Regions from separate parts of the Cricetulus griseus genome. Here region 1 is linked to region 2. A link is a contact called in public Hi-C data. All regions are on one chromosome and are shown on one strand. The core of a region is the stretch at or near the end of the contact, and the rest is flanking DNA. Distances in the headings are between cores, read along the strand shown. Region 1 holds the start of LOC100763875 (transmembrane epididymal protein 1A). Region 2 has its middle 140 kb from the start of Glul.

Region 1 (5,004 bases), core at 1,650-4,149, 150 kb before region 2:
TAAAATAAAGTAAAGCTATTATAATATCCCACTAATTCTGTCTTTTCTATTTATCTAATGTGGTGGTTAGACAGCTAAAGTATTTTAACTCTATGGTGTAGAGATGGTCTAGGCAGTGTTAGGGTATGCACATTTATAAATGTATAGTGCTCTCAGCTGAATTGTAAGCTCCCTGGGGGTAAGAACTATGTCACCCAGTTCTTTACATGCCTTCACACACCCAGCAGGAGTTCAACCATCAGTAACTCCTGTGTGTCCTCCTGCTCACCCTGGAGTCTGGTGATGTAGTACAAATGGCCCAAGCCACTTGAGGGACTCTCAGGAAGTGGAGACCCTGTGATAGAAGGGTTGAGTCTGCAGTGAGTCTCAGTGCTGAGCAGCTAGACCATGACAGACCTTCACAGACTTCCGTGGGTAAGCGGAGCTTTCGCCAGCTCAACTACTCCTCAGTTACTCTGTGTTCCCAGACTGTGGAGCTGTCTGGAAGTTCTGCTAATCATTCACCACACTTGGCTTCCTTGTTCGATATGACTGTGGGCAGGTCTGCTTTAGGATGGACAAGTCCTACCTTTGGAGCCCTGAGAGCAGGACGCTCATGTGTTAATACACAGTGCCTATCCTTTGATGTTAGGCCAAAGTGGGGATCTGACCACCCCACATGGGGAGCCTCAGAGAGCAATGTGCTGGGCACACATGCCAGTTCCAGCCTCTCAGTGCTGAAGCCAAGCCTGTCCTTCCTCCTCTGACCACTTATGTTCAGCTCACAGCTGCCAGGCACAGCTGGAGAAATGAGTCATAACCAGGTTGTAGGATTACAGGTGATTGTTAGTTTTTGTTTTGAAAGGAAAGCAAGAAAAGTTTATTGAAAAGAAACAATTCCCTGTAACCAGGAGTAGAGCTGGGGGAAAAATGGGTTGCCCTATGGGTTATTTGCATTGTTCTTTTTGCTTATATAGTTTCCTTGATTTTCCTACAGTAAGTGCACACTAAGCAATTTTAAATTCAGATAAGCAAGGTAGGTTTATTTAGAAGGCAGAATGAAGCTTTATTTTCCCAATTTGTCTTTACACTCATTTCCCCAGCCTACCAAATTTCTCAGCAGCCAAAAGCAATCTGAATTACTGCCATCTTTAAGGGCAGAGGGAGGGGTTTCAGTTTTCTGGCATTAATCCACTTTTTGAAAGAACAAAATTGCAGTGGTCCTGTCCTAGAATGGCTTGTTTTAGGTTTTTTGTTTGTTTGTTTGTTTGAGTACTGGGTAGACTCACAGCTGCTAGTAAGCTTCATACTACTAGGTAAAACAACGATACCTACAGTGCACTGTGTTGTTCTGATGTTCTGTGGTGTGTGTGTGTGTGTGTGTGTGTGTGTGTGTGTGTGTGTGTGTGTGTGTGTGACTACATGTAAACAAGTACATGTGAAGGCCATATTGGGAACTGCCCCTCAGTCACCATCTACCTTGTTTTTTTGAGGCAGACCTGAGGCTCACCACATAGGATATAATAGGATAGGACAGGCTGACTGGCCAGTGAGCTCCAAGGAGCTGCCTGCCTCTGCTTCCACAGTATTGGGATCACATGCACACACCATCAGAACTGGATTTTTCATGGATTCTGACAATTGAACTCAGGTCCTCATGCTTGAGTGGCAAGCACCTTAGCAACTTGAACTGTCTCCCCAGCCTGATGTTGTGTAGGTTGGCTTCACTCCTGCTGTGATGGGTTTATCACATGACTCCATCAGAAGCTAAGGGACATCATATTTGGGTAGGAGTGGGAGCTCTGGAGTGGTGCTGTGATTGGGTATAGATGTCCTTTCTCCCTCCCCCTGCACATGGTTAGTATACAGATCCTCTGCTCTGCATTAACTGGTGGCCTGAACATGATTATCCAGAAGACTAATATTAGTCAGCTTGGCTCCTGATCTGTGATGAATTTCCTTGTTCCTTCAAGACTCCTATTCTCCCTAGAAAACTCTATTCTGTGTACCCTCTGCAATAAATCTGGAATCATTTGTGTACTGTGCACATACTTTCTGTTTCCTGTACCTGGTTTTCCACAATCCCCTTTGCCTGTGCTCACTGACCACTAACCAGTGCCAGTGAGAGATGAAGCAAGTGAACTATTTCCCATTACACTATAAATGACTTTTGAGAAAACTCTACCTGTAGTCGCTTGGAGCCATGTAGAGAAGGCAATTCTGGAAAACATTCAAATTGAGTTTTGCTGGCATATATACACCCTCCAAAAAAAAAAAACCCTCAAAATGTACCTCTGACGGTTTGTCTACAGGCCATAAAGATGGTGATGGGTTGGTGGTAGTCAGAGAGAGGTGGATGAGGTTGAAAGCAGAGGAGGGGAGAAGATTTCTCAGCAGTCTTTAAGCTATGTCTACTACATAAGACTAGAAAAGCCAGGTGGATGCTATATGGTCTCATATCTAAATGTTTAAATGCCCATGCCCAGAATGAAGGCATCCACGTTTACAAATAGACTGAAGTTAGGTCTGAGAATTACTCCAAGGATGTGTGAGAGCTTAAGCAAGCATAGGCATTGTCTGAATACCACAGCAACCCAACCCACCATTTCCTCCCCCGCCCCTTACCACATGAGCACCAGGCTGGATGAGAAGAGGGGAACTTGAGCCAGGGACAAGCATGAGCCAAAGCCCCTCGGAAGCTATGGAGAGGAACCCCGGAAAACCCACTTAGTTCCCAGTGTACCAGAGTGGAACGGTCCAATGAGGCCAAATGTGTAGGCTTGTCCCAAATGTTTCCTCTCTGTGGGGTAGCAGTGGGTGAAAGGAGATGATAAAACCAAGTAGAAGACAATTCTTCCCAAAGCCTAGAACTTGAAGCACCTGTACCTGAGTTTTGCATTTTGTTAGATTAGTAGATCAATGGGAGATTTTATTGGTCATATATGTCCTGGCTTGTTTCTGGTCTTTTATGGACTGTATAAAGCAATAGTAGTCTCCAGAGCTATGATATTCCATGACTCTCTTCTGTATCCTTCATCCCTCTCTAAGAGTAAGGGAAGATGGGACAGGCTGCGGCAAATAGCCCATACAGGCTGGTTGAAGACAGTGACTGGCTGCCTCTTGATAGTTTATGAGGTGAACTGTGTTGAAGGAGAGTTGAGATTTATGAACAATGGGATGCCACCCAGGTTTATGTATCCCAAGGAGTGGCAGCATCTCACCATGTTCATCCTCCTCACCCTTGATGGTTGTGTAGAAATTGTGAGCAAGAACGTGCTGCGGCAGAGGTGTGTGATCCTAGAAAGAGGTTCCACAGTCCTGGGCTTCTATGTGCTCCTGATGCTGCTGCTGTCACACATTAAGGATTCATCTGGGGTGGAGCTGCAGGTTCACTCTCTCCTCGTTTTGGTGGTGTTCCTGCTGATGCTGGTGTTGACTGCAGAGCTGTGGGATCCTAAGATGTTTCACCTCTGGATGATAGAGACCTTCCTGTTCCTGATGATGGGCTCATGGCTGATTCAGGCAGCCTTCATTTTGTTTAGACCGATCTCTGGCTATCCATGGGAAGATGATGACATCAGTGACATCATGTTTGTCACCACCTTCTTCTGCTGGCATGTGATGATCAATGCCTTATGCCTGTTGGGAATCTATGGCATCTCTTCTTTTTGGCACTGCTTTTACAATCCCAGCTTGAGACTGATGGGGTCCAAGGAAGCGCTGTATCATGAGAGCTCTTCAGGAACATTTTACAGGCTGCTGCAGGAGGCAGAGCAACAGGACAAAGATGACCAGGCTCTTCTCCCTTCAAAGAGCCCTGACTGTGACAGGGCTTAGAATACCTAGGCATATACACCACTTCATCTTCCTCCTTTGGGTTCTCTTGGGCACTTGTCATGCACCCCCTTCCTTGGTGATCTTAATGGCCCTATGAGACAGCAGTTGGTTCCAATCTGTTGGAGCAAAACTCTGAGTTTCCAGTTGATGCTGAGGGGAAAAGGGTCAAGAAAGGGATGCTGATGGGACTTGTGGAGAGGGAGGGCAGAATCCAAGTCAGGGGAGGAGAGTGCAACAGAATGACTTGAAAGAGAGGAATCTTCAGAGAGCCCAGAATACTGTGGTCAGAGCTGTTTCTCTGGGTATCACTGATTGCCTTAGCCTGAGGGAATAAAGATTTCTCATCACTCAAAACCAGAATCAACTGTCTCATTCTGTAAAGTAGATTCAATTCTTTCTATTATTTTTCAGACAGGATCTCACTATATTGCCCTGCTTGGCTTGGAACTCAATATATACATGTATACCAGGCTGTCCTCAAACTCAGAGATCTGCCTGCCTCTGCTTCCTGAGTGCTGGGATTAAAGGTGGGTACGACACAGGTTGAGATTATATTCTCTTGGGCTGGTATTAGAGCCGTGGTGACAGAATGCTTGCTTAGCATGCAAATAGCCCTAGGTTCAATTCCTGTACTAAAAACCCAGCATGGTGGGGGCATTCTGTCAATCCCAGCCCTCTAGATGGAGGCAGGGAGATCAGGAGTTCAAGATCATACTTGGTTACATATTGAATTTTAGACCAACTGGGGTAATTTCTATTTCAGTAATAAGTTAATAAAGCTCATCTTTCTTTTTGACCCCCTCCCCTGATCTTTAATGACTGACTTCATTTTAAATTTTAGTCATTTTTAAAAATAAATTTAATAGTGGCATAAATTTGCATAATGGGAGCTTTTCTAGAGTAGCCATGCTTGGTCATTTCCCAACTCCGTGCTTCAGCATGCCTACTGTAGCAAAGCTTGGTTTACCCCCTTACATGTGTAACTTACTACACACCATCCCTGGGTCTCCAACTTTTCCCCCTTGCATTTCACATTCCACAGTCACAATTTTGTCTGTCACTCGATGCAAGACTGTAACCCCTTCCACCTCCAAGGCAGTGAGCTTTCCCTGAGAGCTCACATGGACTTTGTCGGAGCACTGGGGCACTTACAGAAAATCCTCCTTATTTTTTCCGAAACAGCTGGCA
Region 2 (5,371 bases), core at 944-3,443:
TCAGCATCATTTTTCGTGAGTTTCACCTTTTTTTTCCATGAAAAATTCAGAGTTGAAATACTTGTATGGAGAAGTTGGGTATGGTGGCACACACTTTTAATCCCGGAACTGGGGAGGCAGAGGCAGGTAGATCTCTGAGTTCGAGGCCAGCCTGGTCTACAGAGCTAGATCCAGGACAACCAGGGCTACCCTATTTTGAAAAAATCAAAAACCGAAAAAACCCAAATAAAAACCAACTAAACAACCAAACAAAGCAAAATCCAAAATCAAAACCAAAAAAAAAAAAACCTATAAAGAACACATTTTCTAAGGAAGCAATTAATCACACTAATGTATTTTTAAATTTGGAGGTTTGTATTTTTAGGGCTCTTAAGGGAACGTACACTTGTATGGGGCATCATATACCTTTTATATGTCCTTCTACATTCTTCTAACAAAATGTAAAGTACACTCACTTAATGCTCTAGTAAAATGTCATCTTCAGACTACCATGCCTAATCTTGAGCTAGGGGAAAAATATTATGCAACGGGAAGATCAAAATGGTGCCCATTGCTCTATCAAAGGGTGATTTGACATTTGCAGTCAGATTAGTTTTGACTGTAAGGCTGGGACTTCCATCTTCTGGTCTCACATTTGGCATCTGGGAGACAGGGAAGGTGTACCAGATATCTCCTAAGGTCTTTTCCAGCTTTAAACTCCAGGGATGCAGTAGATCTTGGAGATAAACATTCCACCCTCACTTCTCGACTAATAGCCTCCAGCTATCATTCTCACCTGCTGGCTCCTTTAATTTTCATTCCTAGCCCTTCCCTCCTGGATCTTGAAATACCGAAAGGAATAGTTAAGATTTCCAATTCCTGGACCGGAGCGCCCCCTAGGTACATAGAGCTAAACTGTGACGTGCTAGGTTGGACTGACTCAGGATTCTGGGAAGTTGATGTCTATGGTCAGCATCATCACATCCTTGAACTTCCCTGTTTGCTCTGTGAGGCAAACACTGTGGGACTTTCCTGACTTGGGCAGGGAGGGTGCAGGGAGAGGGAAACGGGGAGGAGGTGACAAACTCTGCCCGAGCAGGCACTGCAGAGGCTATGCAGGGTTGCTTCTTCAAGGGACACCTTGGGTTAGAATTTGAGGAGGGGGATACGCTAGAGACTCCGCAGATGCTGTCGGGAATGAAAAATTCAGCTGCCCCAGTAAGTTCGCCGGAACTAAAGGACCATCATTTACAAAAAAAAAAAAAAAAAAAAAAGTTAGAGCCAGGTGGTGGTAGCACAATCTTTAATCCCAACACTCCAGAGGTAGAGGCAGTCAGATCTCTGAGTTTGAGGTCAGCCTGGTTTACAGAGTGAGTTCAAGGACAGTCAGGGGTATGCAGAGGAATCCTGCCTTAAACAAAACAACAAAACAACACTCTTAGAACAGGACAACCTATTACACATTCATTATTTATTTATGTTCCTATTACTACTCTCTTGTTACAATGAATCTCATACATTCATTGTAAAAAAGATCCTTTGTGTTTATAACATTATTGCTGCATTTTCATTTTCTTTACTTTTTTTTTACACTTATCTCCTATATTTATAGCTCATAAACCAAAGCTTTGTGTCATATGATATGTTACAGTGGAATATTTGTCTCTATATGTTTGCTGTGCTGTGTGTACAGTGTATATTGTAGTAATGAGTATACATGACATCTATGAAATACTTATCTGTGTGTCTCTTGTGGTACATGTATGTGGTGCATACAGCATATATGTATTTTGTGTGTAATATTATGTTTCTCTCTATGTCTGGTATATTTGAGTGCTATGTGCTTCTGAGTGTGGTATCTATGACTCTGTGTATATTTGTGTGTCCACATTTCTGTGTGGAATTAGGAATTAGTGTTACTGTATGTGTGGTGAATATATTTCTGTTTCTGCCAGCATTTACATGGTCTGTGTATGTGTGTACATGTGAGTGAATACCAATCTCTCTCTCTCTCTCTCTCTCTCTCTCTCTCTCTCTCTCTCTCTCTCTGTATGTAGCTTCTCTGGTCCAAATTCAGTCCTCAGTAAACATTCTAGAAAGCAAGATTTCCCAGGAGCTTCTGAGACTGTGCCCAGAATCTAAGACAGAGTGGGGCAAAGCACTTTTCATGGTTGGTGTCTGAGAACGTGCACAGTCACTGTGTGCTGGGGGTGGGGGGGTGACATACTGCTGCTTCTGCAGAGGCCAGCGTCTGCGGTTATCAGCTGTCAGCACACTCAAGAGCCATTATCATAGGCCACAACACGCTTGACTTAACACGGTATGTGTTTTTTCTCTAGGATATGTTTGTATTCTCTTCTAAAGAAAAATGTTTCTTGGGTGGATCAGCCAGGCCTTTTCCTCATTAGGGCAATCTGCATCAATGCTGTCAGCCTTTTTTGCAGGAGCAGGAAGGGCTGGCACGTATCCAAATCAGCAAGGAGCCCTTTCCCCTAGATTCTAGCCACAGTTCTGACTTGTTGTGTACACACAGCTCTGCCTCACCCTGCACAGTGAGCATGCCTTCCCATGTGGCTCGGTCAGCTTCCTACCTCCTGACACAGAAGGTGAGGTAGTCAATGGTGAGGCCAGAGTATTCTAGGTTTAGCTCTCTGTCTAATCCCATAAATGAATTCCTTCAATAACCTCCAGGAGGTGTGGCCATACCCTCGGTTAGATGCAGGAAGAGGAAGTGACTTACGGTTGAGAGCTTAGCCCAGAGTAAGATAGAGTCCATGTCCAATTAGTCTCACTCCTTACTCTGCGACTGGGATACACAGGAGTTTTCTTTGGTCTCTGCTTCCTTGCTTGTACCTGCCTCACTGGGTGCTGGGCAAGGAATCTGAATCTCTAGAATACAACCTTTAATTCAGTGTGTGGATTGGCTTATTGGACCTAGCCTCCTTCTGAGAGAGAAGAGACTGGGAAGGAGCAGTGTGCTTCCCAGACTCCTCTATGGTCAAATGTCTAGAGATAAAACATCTTCTCTACTCAATGAAAGATGTGCAAGGCGGACGGGGTGTGTGTGTGCATGCATGTGTTTGGGATGTGTGTGCATGCATATGTTTGAGGTGTGTGTGCATGCATGTGTTTGGGGGTGGGGGTGTGCATGTATGTGCTTGGGGTGTGTGTGTGCATGCATGTGTTTGGGGGGTGTGTGTGTGCATGCATGTGTTTGGGGTATGTGTGTGCATGCATGTGTTTGGGGTGTGTGTGTGTATGCATGTGTTTGGTGGTGGGGGCATGCATGCATGTGTTTGGGGGGGGTGTCCATGTGTGCCGGCCAAAGCCAGAGGAAGATGTCAGGTGTCCCCTGTTCTATCACTTTCTAACTCTATTCCCTGGAGACAGGGTCTCTCACTGAACCTGGAGCTAGGCAGTAGCCAGCAAGCACTGGGAATCTCTTGTCTCTTCTGCCCTGCCCAGGCTCTGTAACCACAGCTGGCTTGCTACATGGATCCTCATGCTCGTGAGACAAGTGTTCTTACCCCCTGAGCTATTTCACCATTCCCACCAGTGACATCTCTGTCTGTCACCCCTACTTCCAGCAGTCAAGATCTGTTCTTAGCTGACCTTGCACACCTCAGCCTCCAGTGCCAGGAAAACTGGGGTTCCCTTTACTTGGTGCTTTCTTTCAATATGTTTTTTAAAAGCACCTCTTTTCAGGAATTGAAATACTGAACTCGTCACCTAGTTGAGAAGCACATGTGTACACTTCCAATAAGCTTCCGAACTATGCTGGGATACTGAGACAGTAAGACCTTCCTTAAGCTGCATCTCCAAATGGAACGTACAGCTTACCAACTAGAGACAACTGGCCTGACTTCGTTAGGGACTTGAGCCCTCTGGGTTACAGAAAATTAATACATTTCAAATTTGTGTGCTTAATGACTTATGAAAAGTGTTTAATAATAATAATAATAATAATAATAATAATAATAATATATCTCCCAGGGGCTAGAGTCATGGGTAAAGAGTACTGGTTGTTCTTCCAGAGGACCTGAGTTCAATTCCCAGCACTCACATGGTGCCTCACAACTGTCTGTAACTCCAGTTCCAGGGGATCAGACAACCTCTTCCGGCTTCAGAAGGTACTAGGTATGCATGTAGTACACAGACATACATGCAGGAACAACATCCATACACAGAAAATAAAATAGAAATATTTAAAAATCTCCCAACTGATTGTACAGGCAAGGTATTTAGGAGAGGTGTTGTTCTGTTTCAAGGGAGCAGGTTGTAAACAAGGCATGTTGGCCATGTGCCTTGCACTTATAAGACTTAGGTCCTGGACTTAGTAGGGGTGATGAGGGAATGAAGAAATGACAAACATAGAGACACAGAAAGGCTAAGATTGGATGGACTGGGCTCTCAGAGAGAAGGCACAGCACCCTGGAAGTGCAGCATGCTTATTATATACAGCTGCATGGGGAAGCAGAGTTAGCACATACAGCTGGACAAGGGGGCAGGGTTTATGGTATACAGCTGGACAAGGGGGCAGAGTTATCACATACAGCTGGACAAGGAGGCAGGGTTTATGGTATACAGCTGGACAAGGGGGCAGGGTTTATGGTATACAGTTGGACAAGGGGGCAGGTTATCACATATAGCTGGACAAGGGGGCAGGGTTTATGGTATACAGCTGGACAAGGGGGCAGGGTTTATGGTATACAGCTGAGCAAGGGAGCAGGGTTTATGGTATACAGCTGGACAAGGGGGCAGGAGGGCAGGGTTTACGGTACGCAGCTGGACAAGGAGGTAGATTTAGCTAATCTCACAGTCTATGTAGGGGAACACTCTTCAGGCCATAAATAGCTGGGGGGAGAAAGCTATGGTGGATATGGCCTGTATATGCTGTCACTATTTCCACTCCAAGGAGGAGGGAGGCTTTGCCATTTTTCTGAGTCCAGCAGGGGCTTTGCCACACCTATGGGGCTGAGGTACTGCGGTCTTTGACAAGATCATGTCCATGTCAAACAATGCACATTCACTCAGGACTATATTTGCTCCCTGAAGCCATGTCTGTCATCTTAGCACTTAGGAGGTGGAGTCAGGAGGATCAAGAGTTCAAGGCCAACGGTCAAGAGTGATGGAGATGCAATGCTCATGAATGAAGTTCTCAAAAACAAACAAATAAATGAGTTTTTGAAAAAGTGCAAGCTCATCCTTGGTTAGTTATTATATAAACCCACAATATGACTGATTCATGGCTTTGTTAAGGGTGAGGGTTTTATTGTAGATATGAGGGAGAGAAGCAGCCAGAGGCATCTGGAAGAGTCCAGAGCAGAGAGAGAAAGTAGCAGACTGAACATGGCCAACAGACTGGACCTGCCATGCCAGAAGCAGGAAAGCA

Evidence for each region. Hi-C and Micro-C count contacts between places; a contact is called where the count stands out from the background.
Region 1: a Hi-C map of liver shows a contact between it and region 2, with 3 times the contacts expected there. The contact joins the promoter of LOC100763875 here to the enhancer-like site in region 2. A contact is called at or near these places in 3 of 8 Hi-C or Micro-C datasets (the CHO-K1 cell line, fibroblasts and liver).

Annotation. Positions count from the first base shown.
Region 1 is chr5:37,813,115-37,818,118 of CriGri-PICRH-1.0, reverse strand. LOC100763875 (transmembrane epididymal protein 1A) reads left to right here and starts at 2,899. Exons shown (of 1, transcript XM_027418100.1): 1 at 2,899-3,816. The coding sequence starts at 2,899. The coding sequence ends at 3,816.
Region 2 is chr5:37,661,588-37,666,958 of CriGri-PICRH-1.0, reverse strand. No RefSeq gene overlaps it. Among named protein-coding and RNA genes, the nearest start is that of Glul, 140 kb to the left of the region's middle. Within about 2 kb of position 2,193, at least 1 of the 6 cell types and tissues checked has open chromatin away from gene starts, as enhancers often do.